Linked DNA regions of Callithrix jacchus: region 2 is linked to region 1. A link is a contact called in public Hi-C data. All regions are on one chromosome and are shown on one strand. The core of a region is the stretch at or near the end of the contact, and the rest is flanking DNA. Distances in the headings are between cores, read along the strand shown. Region 1 holds the start of PODXL (podocalyxin like). Region 2 overlaps PODXL (podocalyxin like).

Region 1 (5,039 bases), core at 1,774-4,273:
TTGGGAAGCTGAGGCAGGAGAAATTGCTTGAAACCGGAAGCCAGAGGTTGCAGTGAGCAAAGATGGCGCCACTGTGCTCCAGCCTGGGTGACAGAGCAAGACTCTGTGTCAAAAAAAAAAAACAAAAAAGGACAGAAGATGAAACTGGCCTTACTGAGTCCCTAGAGGATAGTGTAAAATGCACCATACCTACTGAGTAGACCAAGTTTGCCACGCACCCCCCCACCCACCTTTTCTAGCCTCAATATATGCAAATCATCACCATCATCATCGTCCCCCACCCCCAACTTAGCACTTTTCTAAATGCTTCCCGACAGTGCTGCATGTTGGAATAAGTGCGGTGCTTGGCTAGGCCAAGTTACTTGCTGGTTAGGGCAGGCACTGCATGGTCATTTTTGTTTGCCACATACCAAGCTTGTACCATATGCATGCCCTGTGCTAGGCTAGAAGTGGTGCTTCATGGAAGTGACATGGTTTCTGGCAGTGCCCAGGTGCCAGGAAAGAGTCCCATCCTTGAAGCCAGCAGTGAGCTAGAGTCGACGTTTTGCCCACTGTTGGCTTAGGAACATTGCCTTTTAGGGCAGAACAGTGAGGGTCTGGTCTCACAGCACCTCCCACTCCTCAAAGAAAGGGTGGCTCAGACTCCTTAAGCTCAGGAGCACTAGGGAGTAACCCCTCTTTCCTGACACAGCCCAATGCCCTTCTGGGTAGTTCTAAGAGGCTTCCCAACAAAAGGGTCATGTGAAGGCCCACCCTGAAGTCCAGCTGTCCTCAGAGTACCATCGGAGTGTCACCACACTCCGATGTCATCTCAACCCTGCATGTCGTGCGGCTCTTCCATGACTGCCACCCTGAAAGCTGTTCTGACTGTCCCTCACACTGCAGCCCCTCTTCCAGGCACACACACCCTTCCCCTGCCAGAGTGCCCTTCCCTGTCCTAGTCAAGCTGGTGGAGTCTCCCACCAGCCACGGGAGGATGTCCAAGCCTGCCTGCTCCCTGAGTGCCAGCCCCTGCCCACTACTAAAGGTTTCCTATGGTGCAGAGGAGAGACTGTGCTGCCCTCCCATCTCCCCTGGCCCCTTAGAGTCCAGTCCCAAACTGCCAGCACCTGCTTGTGGCAGTCCCTTCCCTGTCTGTGCATCCCACAGTCCTCCTGGCCCTAGGGTGAGAACACCACCTCCGCTCTTTCTTCCTGCAGACACATGCTCAGGTGGGCAAGAGAGAATGAGAAATGCTTCTCTCTCCCGGGGCTGGGCCGACTCCTGCAGTTCCTAGGGGCTTAGTGACACCTGCTCTGGTTGAGTTTGCAGCCATTGCCTATCCCCACAAAGAGAAGGAGTAACATTTCGCCTTGAGAAGAAACAGGGAGGGTATGTTTCTGAGGTGCAGCTCAGAAAGACATGAGAGACACGTGCAGTTTCTAAGGTGGGTCTAAAATGCAGCCCCATCCTCTTCTAGGAGAGAGAAGTTCCCGTTTGCACAAGAGGGTTGGGGGGGGGTCTCACCATCGTGGCCACGACCTAAGAAGGGATTGCTTTGGCGACACGGAGGTAGAACCCCCAGTCAACCAAGTGACTCTGGGGCTGTGGAAGGTCCCCTTACGTCCCTCTACCTGCCCCAGCACGGACTCAGGGGGTTGAGCCTGCACATATGGCTTGGAAAAACCTCTCTGCAAACGGGTAAGCACATTGCCCGCGTAGGCCGTATCTGGAGGCTTGTCACCTGCTTCAGGGACTTCCCCGGGAGCTTCTCGCCTGCCGCTTTGCCTGGAATTAACGGATACACAATACGGCCCCTCATTCCCTCCAACACGAAGCAAAGGTATATTCAGACGCCGAGGGTCCCGCAAAAGCGTGAAGCCTCGTGGTGCCCTGTTTCCCTTTTCTTTCCCAGCAAACCCACTTAGCACCGGCGCGCCCCTGTCTGCCCGAGCCGAATCCACCGCCTACTCCTCCAGTGTGGATACTGGAGACGAATCCACGCTCGCGCCCTGCACCTGCCGCGTTGTGGAGTTTGGAGGGGGCGTGGATAGTGCAAGGTCAGGGCCCCGTGTGTGGACCCGGGGGTAGCAGGGCTGCTCCGGGTCGGACCACGCGGCGCGCTGGGCTTCCCTACAGCGCGGCTGGGCAGGGGACGCGAGGACACAGTAGGGGTCCCGGCAGAGCCGGGGCAGGCCACTCACAATTCTGGGAGAGAGACAGCGCCGGCGGCGGCGGCAGCAGCAGCAACAGCAGCGCCGAGAGCACCAGCGCACAGCGCATCGTGTCTCGCCTCGAGGCCAGGAGCAGGTGGCTGCGGGGTGAGCGGAGGGTCCGCGCGTCCGGGTGGTGGGAGCGTGGGTGCCGCTCAGGGAGGCCTGTGGGTGGCTCCCGCGGCCCGGCGGTGGCCTGGGGCTCCGGAGTCGCGCTGCGGCGGCCCTTCCTCCCTGCTGCTGCCGCAGAGCCAAGCTGGGGCGCACAGCCAGCGGCAGAGGAGCGGCGGCGGCGGCTGCGTCCTGGGCGGCGTCTGCGCGGCTGCGGCCCCACTGGCGGCTGGGGCTACTCCCGGCTCGTCCCGTCCGCGCCGGCCCCCGCCCCCGTCCCTCCCCCTCCCCCTCCCCCTCCCCCTCCCCCTCCCCCTCCCTCTCGGCCTCCCTCTCGCCCTCCCCCTCCCCCTCTCTCTTCCCCTCCCTCTCTTCCAGAAGCCCGCCCGCCGCGGCAGCGGCCGGGCCGGGCGGGGCCGGGGCTGGGCGGGCGCTGGGCCGTGAACAATGAGCAGAGGAGGAAACTCCGCCCTGGAGCGCCGCGGGCGGGAGGCCGGGCGGCCCCCGCGCCTTGGGGGGCTGTGAGTGTGTGCGCGCCGGCCAGGGCGGGGGGCTCCCGTGGGGCAGTCGTGCCCCGCCCACGGGTGTCCCGAACAGGTGTCCCCCACTAAGTGCTTCTGAGGGGCCCCAGTGGGATCCCCCCCGCACGCCCAGGTCCTCACACTGCGCGCACATCCGGAGCGGGCGGACCTCCAGCCTTGCGTGGCAGCCGATAACCATGCGCGGCCTCCCCGGCTGCGGCGCGTTCTGCGGCGACCCCGGAGAAGCTCGCCTCCCACCTGCCAAGTGCAGTTCACCTACCGGCGGGCCCCCACCCCGCACGACTTCTGAGCGGGTCTCTGCGGCAGGGTGTGCACCGGGCAAGCTGGACGAATTGACTGCTTCACCTCTCCAAGGCTAGGGTCCTTACCTGTGAAATGGAGATGGTGGTTAAAAAACAACGGCAACAACTTCACGGATGAACGTGTACCGGCTTTACGTATGTTAATTCGTTTACTCTTCACGACACCCATTTTTTTTTTTTTTTTTTGAGACGGAGTTTCGCACTTGTTGCCCAGGCTGGTGTACAATGGAGCGATCTTGGCTCACCGCATCCTCCGCTTCCCGGGTTCAAGTGATTTTCCTGCCTCAGCCTCCTGAATAGCTGGGATTACCGGCACGCTCGGCTAATTTTGTATTTTTAGAGACAGGGTTTCACCACGTTGGTCTGGCTGGTCTGGAACTCCCGACCTCAGGTGATCTGCCCGCCTCGGCCTCCCAAAATGCTGGGATTACAGGTGTGAGCCACCGCGCCCGGCCCACGGCAACCATATTTTTAGCCTCATTTTGCAGACAGGGAAATTGAGTCAAAAAGAGGTTAGGAGGCCGGGCGCGGTGGCTCACACCTATAATCCCAGCCCCTTGGGAGGCCGAGGCGGGTGGATCATGAGGTCAAGAGATCAAGACCATCCTGGTCAACGTGGTGAAACCCCGGCTTTACTAAAAATACAAAAATTAGCTGGGCATGGTGGCGCGTGCCTGTAATCCCAGCTACTCAGGAGGCTGAGGCGGGAGAATTGCCTGAACCCAGGAGGCGGAGGTTGCGGTGAGCCGAGATCGCGCCATTGCACTCCAGTCTGGGTAACGAGAGCGAAACTCCGTCTCAAAAAAAAAAAAAAAAAAAAAGAGGTTAGGAAACTTGCTGAGGTCACATAACGGGTAAGTGGCAAACCTGCCGCTGAGACTGGTTTGGAGAACGGTGCCCCGTGCCTAGAATATAGTAATTGCTCTGCAAGAAGTGGTTATTGTCTTATTCCTGCTCTATAAAGAACAGCAATAAAGAGTTAGGGCTTTTGGGTCAGAAGAGACTTGGGCTCAAAACCTAACCATGCCAATCTATTAATTGTAAAATCCTAGGCAGGTTACTGTCAGTACCTCGTTTCGTTTCATCTGTAAAACAGGGATAATAACACCTACTTTAAAGATTGTTGGTAGACTTAAGAGTGATCATACAGGATAATACTTAGCCTAGGGCCAGGAACACAAAAGTCTCAGTGAATGAAGCTGCTCGCCCTCCAAGTGTGGATCAGAGATATCTGCACACTGGGGCTGGGGCTGGGTGTTGGAGAATTCCATAAACTGAGTTTATCCGGTGAAAGAACAAAGAAGGTCCTCTCCCCTCCCCCACTTCTCCCCCCGCCCCGCCCCCAAAGTTGCTTGGGAGACGCAAACCCCAGGCCCTCCTGAAAAAGAGGCACATCAGCGGAGCCGGGATGTGGAGGGGGCGAGGGATAATTAACCTTGGAACCCGGGTACGGCGTGAATTTGGCTCACGTGACTCCGAGGTTGCTAACCTGGAGTCTCCCTGCCAGATGGGGTTGGGTGGAGGGGTTTTCCTCAGGATCTAGCCGCGTCCCTGGGGCAGGGGAGTCCGTGAGCCCCTGAAGTCGGCTGCAAGCAGGCCTTGCCTGCGAGGCATTTCGTCGCTGGAGCCGCGAAGGAAGCGCTGGCGCCCTGGCTGGGGTTCCGTGGCAACCGGCCTCAAGCTTGGGAAGGGCTGACGGGGCTGTTTTCATCAGGAAGTTTCTGCAGGATCGTTCTGGCCCGGTTTTCCACACCGCATATGGGAGAGACAGAGGGTGTTCCCTGTGAATACTCTGGGATATGTGTACGTGTGAGACTATCTTTGATGCTTTTTTTAGTACTGTTCCCCTGACATCATGTCAACAAAAGTCTTATTTCTCTTCTGAAACCAAG
Region 2 (5,039 bases), core at 1,574-4,073, 57 kb before region 1:
CGTGCTGTGTGTGTTTGCAGTAGACCTGAGGGATCAGCTAGTGATAATGACAAAAGCTATGCTACTGTTTTACTCTTGCCCTCTCTGCCTCCCCCATCTTGTTTCCTTGGTCCCTCCATCCTGTTGGAATAAGTTACATGCATAAAAGCTCATCTAAAACTTAAATTTCTTGGCAGAAAGAATTGTTCACTTAGATCTTAAACCTAAAAGAAGATTCAGAGAAAATATAGGAGACCAGTTTCTGTTTTTGTGTTCGTGCCCTCCCTAGCCTTGCTAGGGTAAGAATCGGGAAAGGAATTCTGTCCTTTGTGTCATTCTGGCGCTTTCAAGTAGCAATTCATAATTTACGGATTATTCCTTCTGAGGCACACAGCACTGGTCTGCAGTCCAGGTTTTAATCTTGTTTCTGTCCCAAACCATGGACTTTGAGCAAGTCACTTTATCTTTGTGGGCTTCACATTCTCTTGTCTGTAGAAAAAGACTGGACTAGAACTTGAAATCCCTCATGACTAGAGGGTTGCCTGCCAACCAGAGCATATTGACTCCAACCTTTACTATAATGGGGCTGCGACTTTGCTGGGGAGGGAGCAGGGTGGAGTTTTAAAATTTAAAAAAAAAAAACCTGATTTACAAGACAAATATTTTGTCATAAGCTTGTCTTGTTATATTTCATTTTTTGTTTAAAAAAAATCAAAAACTTTTCATTTCTAGTAAGACATTTACATTCTTGTTCAGAGAAAAAACTCGGCCATCACTCAGCTAACATGTTTTTTCAAAGTAGGTTCACTTAAAGCAATGCAGGGTGGATTAACATGTGGCCAGGGCATTTACATTATCCAAAAAACAGGTGTATATGTATCAGTTTGAACTTGTTCTTCAGAGTTTCTCCAGTATTTTGTCAAAAAAGATAAAGCTCAAGAAGTGATTTAAATAAACTTTGTTATCAAGAGGGAAGAAAAACTGGTGTCTAGACTAGATTAAACCCATATTTTGTCTTACGATGCAAAGAATTTTCTGTACCTCCTTCATCAGCATTGCTGCTTCTCTCCCCACTCATGTGACAGTAGGCTTCCAGTCATATTCATGGTTTCTGGCCTTCTCTGCAGCTTGGGGAAACCATGGTTTGCCACTAAACTCTCTTTGGTACAACCTGTTTAAAAAACATGCTGAGCTTCTAGTGTTCCTCTTACCTCTTCCAGGACCCAGACTCCGAATTATCAGAGAGCATTTAGAACCCAGTAAAGGTGGTGGAAGATGGTGACCTTTAGATGTGTGGCTGTTTGGCCTGTTGACTTAGGTGTCCTGGTGGCAAGAGCATGGCAAGGTGTCAGATTCTGAAGCTGCCCTAAGACTAGACTAACACAGTTTGGACAAACATAAAGAAGGAACCTCTGAATCAGCCTAAAGCTTCTGTGGGTTCTCCTTGGACAGAGTGATGGAGAGTCGGGAACTGTGGCTGACCTGACCAGGCACAACTGCTGTCTAGTCCTTGCCAGTCATCTGTCTCCAAGAGGCCTTAGGGTTGCAGCCTTTGATCAATTTGCAGAGGCCTATTTGCTGTCTCTGTCAAAAGCCCTGGCTGGGGAACTGTGACCCCGTGTCAGCAAAGGAGGAATAGTCTAGTCTGGCCTCTCCCACGGGGACCACGACAGAAACCTACTGGGTGGAAGGAACCCATTGCTGGGCAAGAAGAAAGGAAGCAAACACCTCATCAAGCCTTACAAGATTTCCTGTTTTCCCCCAAATGGGCACTGTTCTCCATCCTGCCCAAGGCCAAACACTAGAGAATCAGGGCAGATGTGTTGGGACCTTGTTAGCCTCGCATCCCCCTAACTCCTGGGAAACTCACTTGGGCCCTATGTGAACCCTTGGCCTTCCTTTCCTCTAGGATATCAGATGGCTACAGGCTATAAGGAAGGAATTAGGCAGATGGAGTGGGGCAAGAATCTTCCCCAGTCCCTCCCCCTACCCTTTCAAAAAATAAGCCATCCCTAAGCAGATAACCTATTTCATAGAACCACTACAGCCTGGGCCTGACGCTTAAGACCTTGGAAAAATGGCAGTTTTCATTCCCCTAAGTAGTTCTGCCCATTTTTCTACTTGGTCCCAGGGAATTTACACCCAGCATAATGGAGACCATGGTGAAAGTTCAAAATTCCATACAGGATTCCCCCTTCTCAGTTAGACGAAACCTCACCATGCCCACTGCTTAGGAGCCTTCTACATGGCAACTAACTGCTGAGCCTGTAAAAATCTTACATTAGGGAAAAGACATGGCTTTGTGCTTCTCCGAGATGCCACCAGAAACTGCAAGAGAACTACAGCAGCCCCACTAGGACCACAGAGAAAACAGCAAGGCCTAGCTCCAAGCCAGGACACTGAGAGTTCCCAGAACAGTCCGTCCCCCAGGCTGCTCTTCATGCATCTCCCTCGTTCCCTGTGGCACAGGAGAACCAGAATGTGCGAGATGAGCTAACTGGATGTCCACAACTGTCTAAGCTTTGGCCTTTGGCAGTGGAGGGCTGGGTTAGAAAACAAACTCTCCACAACTTGAAATGTCCCTGAGTTTCCTATGAAATAAAGAGGAAAGCCTGTCCTTCCTGGTTGCTTTAATGGATTGTCTCTGAAAACACATCGCTGAGGGAGGGGGCAGGGGCAGGAAGGCCTCTCCCACAGCCACTGCTCTTTTACACTGGGTCTCAGGGAATCACTCCCATCAGCTGAGCAGTGAACAACAAAAGGAACACTGCTTTCAGTAGCTACAGCAGATTTTAGTCCATGGTGAAAATGGAAGGCCAAAGAAGATTGTGGGGAGCCTCTGCAAGGAGGACCGGGGCGATGGGCCAGTGTTCCTGCTGACCCCATAATCAGCTGCCCTGAGACACCAGCCTGAAGAGCGTCTCCTTCTAGAGGACCTGCACATGGGTCCCCAAAGCAGACCTGGTTCATGCAGGGAGTCCTGTGTGGGTTAAGCCCCAATCTCACAAAGCACATGTGAGAAAATCAGAATCCAGAACAAGGGGTTCAAAGTTATGAATAACCTGTGCTAATCCCAGAGGCCATAGGACAGAGTAAGTGGGAACAAACAGCGAGCATAGGGAGGGGGAAGAACACAGGGTGGGAAAATGGGTACATGAGGCTGGGGTAGGAGAAGGAAAACTTAGGAGCTGGACTGTCAAGCTGTCAGATCCCACTGAGCCAAGATGGAGCCCTGCCCTCCTTTCCAGACCACCCAGCTGCTAGAGTTTCACTCCTGCCCGGGACAGCTCTGGCGGGAGGACACACGTGAACACGGCAGTGTGGCGTGGTGCAAATGGAATCTTTGTTTTCGTCCTGACTCTGTCACCAAGTGGCTCTGACCTTGGACAAATCACTTACCCTCTTCAGGTCTCAGTAATCCCGCTGCGGAATGAAGGGATTCCACTAGTTGATCTCTTAAAGTCCCTTATACGTGGCTTTTTCTTGATTTCCCTCATCATCCAGCAGCACTGAGCTCAGGCACTATTGGGTATTTTACAAGAGAATCTGGATAGAATGTGATTTGTTCAGCTCAAAAGAAAATTTAAGGCTCTGGAGGGATTGGGAGGGGCACCCCTCAGAGTTCACTCTCCCTCCCCAGTCTTTCCCTTCCCCGTCCAAACGGCACTTGGGGTGGTTGGTCTGGAGCTCTGTGGTGCTGCTGGAGGCCGCCATTAGACTGGACTAGAGATGGGTGTCTTCCTCCTCATCCAGGTCGTCCTTGGTCAGGTTGTCCAGAGGGACGATCCAGCTGTCCCCCAGCTCCCCATTGAGGCTGACCACCTTTTTCTCCTGCATCTCAGAAGAGGTCTCCATCACTTCCAGTGTGGGGTTGTCATGGTAACCATTCTCCACCGTCTGCAGCTCCTCTGTTAGTCGTTGCTAGAGTGGGAAAGATGAGCCAGTGAGAAGGGGATTTCAGAGTTCAGAGCTTAATATAGCACAGGTACCCCTCCCACCCCGGAGCCCCACTGTGGCTAAAGCAGGCTCTCATTGCTCCCCTGTGGGGCTGGCTGCTCCTGGTGGCCATTCTGGCTCTCAGCTTGCCTGGAACTAGTTTGGAACAAAGACTTGCCCCTCACCCTCGCCTTGGTGGCAGACCTATGAAGTGAGTGAAGATGGACTTTGTTCTCCAGAGTCCACTAAGCTCTTTCCTCCCTTTCATTCCTTTCCCCAAAACCACCTCTCCGGGCACCTACATCACCTATTGTAATGAATGGGGAAACACTATTTTAAAATGACCTCTCAGGCTGGTTGACTGAGCCCTCTCTCAACCTAGGCAGGATGGGCACGGTGTCTCTAGAACCATCCCTGCGGCAGATAGCAGCCATCTAGCAGCAGAAGCACTTTCTGTCCCTCTCAGACACAACCTTGAGTGCATGCTAGAATCACCTGGGGAGCTTTTTAACAACTACAGTGATGGACTCAGAGACTCTGTATGAATTGCTATAGGAGGCAGTCAGGCATGGGCATTTTAAAGTTCCCCACATTGGGCAGGATGAGTGAGAACCACAAGTCTGCATGGCACCATCATGGTGGGAATTCTAATGAGGTAGGCGTTAGAATTTGGGGTTAGGAACACCTAGGCCTGCTTCTATCAGTGAATCCTCAGAGCAGCTCCACAAGGAGGTTATTCCTGCCATGCAGATGAGGAACCTGCTGCTCAGAGCTCATCTGACTCAGAGTCAGAGCCAGGACCAAAACCAAGTCTCCCTGACTGCAGTCTGCGTGTGGTGGCTCACACCTGTAATCTCAGCATTTTGGGAGGCTGAGGCAGGTAGACTGCTTGAGGTCAGGAGTTTGAGACCAGCCTGGCCAACATGCTGAAACCCCAGCTCTACTAAAAATACAAAAATTAGGTGGGCATGGTGGTGCATGCCTGTAATCCCAGCTACTGGGGAGGCTGAAGCAGAAGAATCCCTTGAACCCAAGACGCAGAGGTTGCAGTGAGCAGAGATCATGCTACTGCACTGCAGCCTGGATGAGGAGCAAGACCCTGTCTGAAAAAATAATAAAAAATA

Evidence for each region. A called contact is a pair of places that touch in the nucleus more often than the background predicts.
Region 2: a Hi-C map of skeletal muscle shows a contact between it and region 1, with 4 times the contacts expected there. The contact joins the enhancer-like site here to the promoter of PODXL in region 1. A contact is called at or near these places in 2 of 3 Hi-C or Micro-C datasets (induced pluripotent stem cells and skeletal muscle).

Annotation. Positions count from the first base shown.
Region 1 is chr11:115,651,172-115,656,210 of calJac240_pri, reverse strand. PODXL (podocalyxin like) reads right to left here and starts at 3,023. Exons shown (of 9, transcript XM_002752001.5): 1 at 2,631-3,023; 2 at 2,184-2,538. The coding sequence starts at 3,023.
Region 2 is chr11:115,707,590-115,712,628 of calJac240_pri, reverse strand. It overlaps PODXL (podocalyxin like), which reads right to left. Exons shown (of 9, transcript XM_002752001.5): 9 at 1-3,900. The coding sequence ends at 3,703. Among named protein-coding and RNA genes, the nearest start is that of PODXL, 57 kb to the right of the region's middle. Within about 2 kb of position 2,823, at least 3 of the 16 cell types and tissues checked have an H3K27ac peak or open chromatin away from gene starts, as enhancers often do.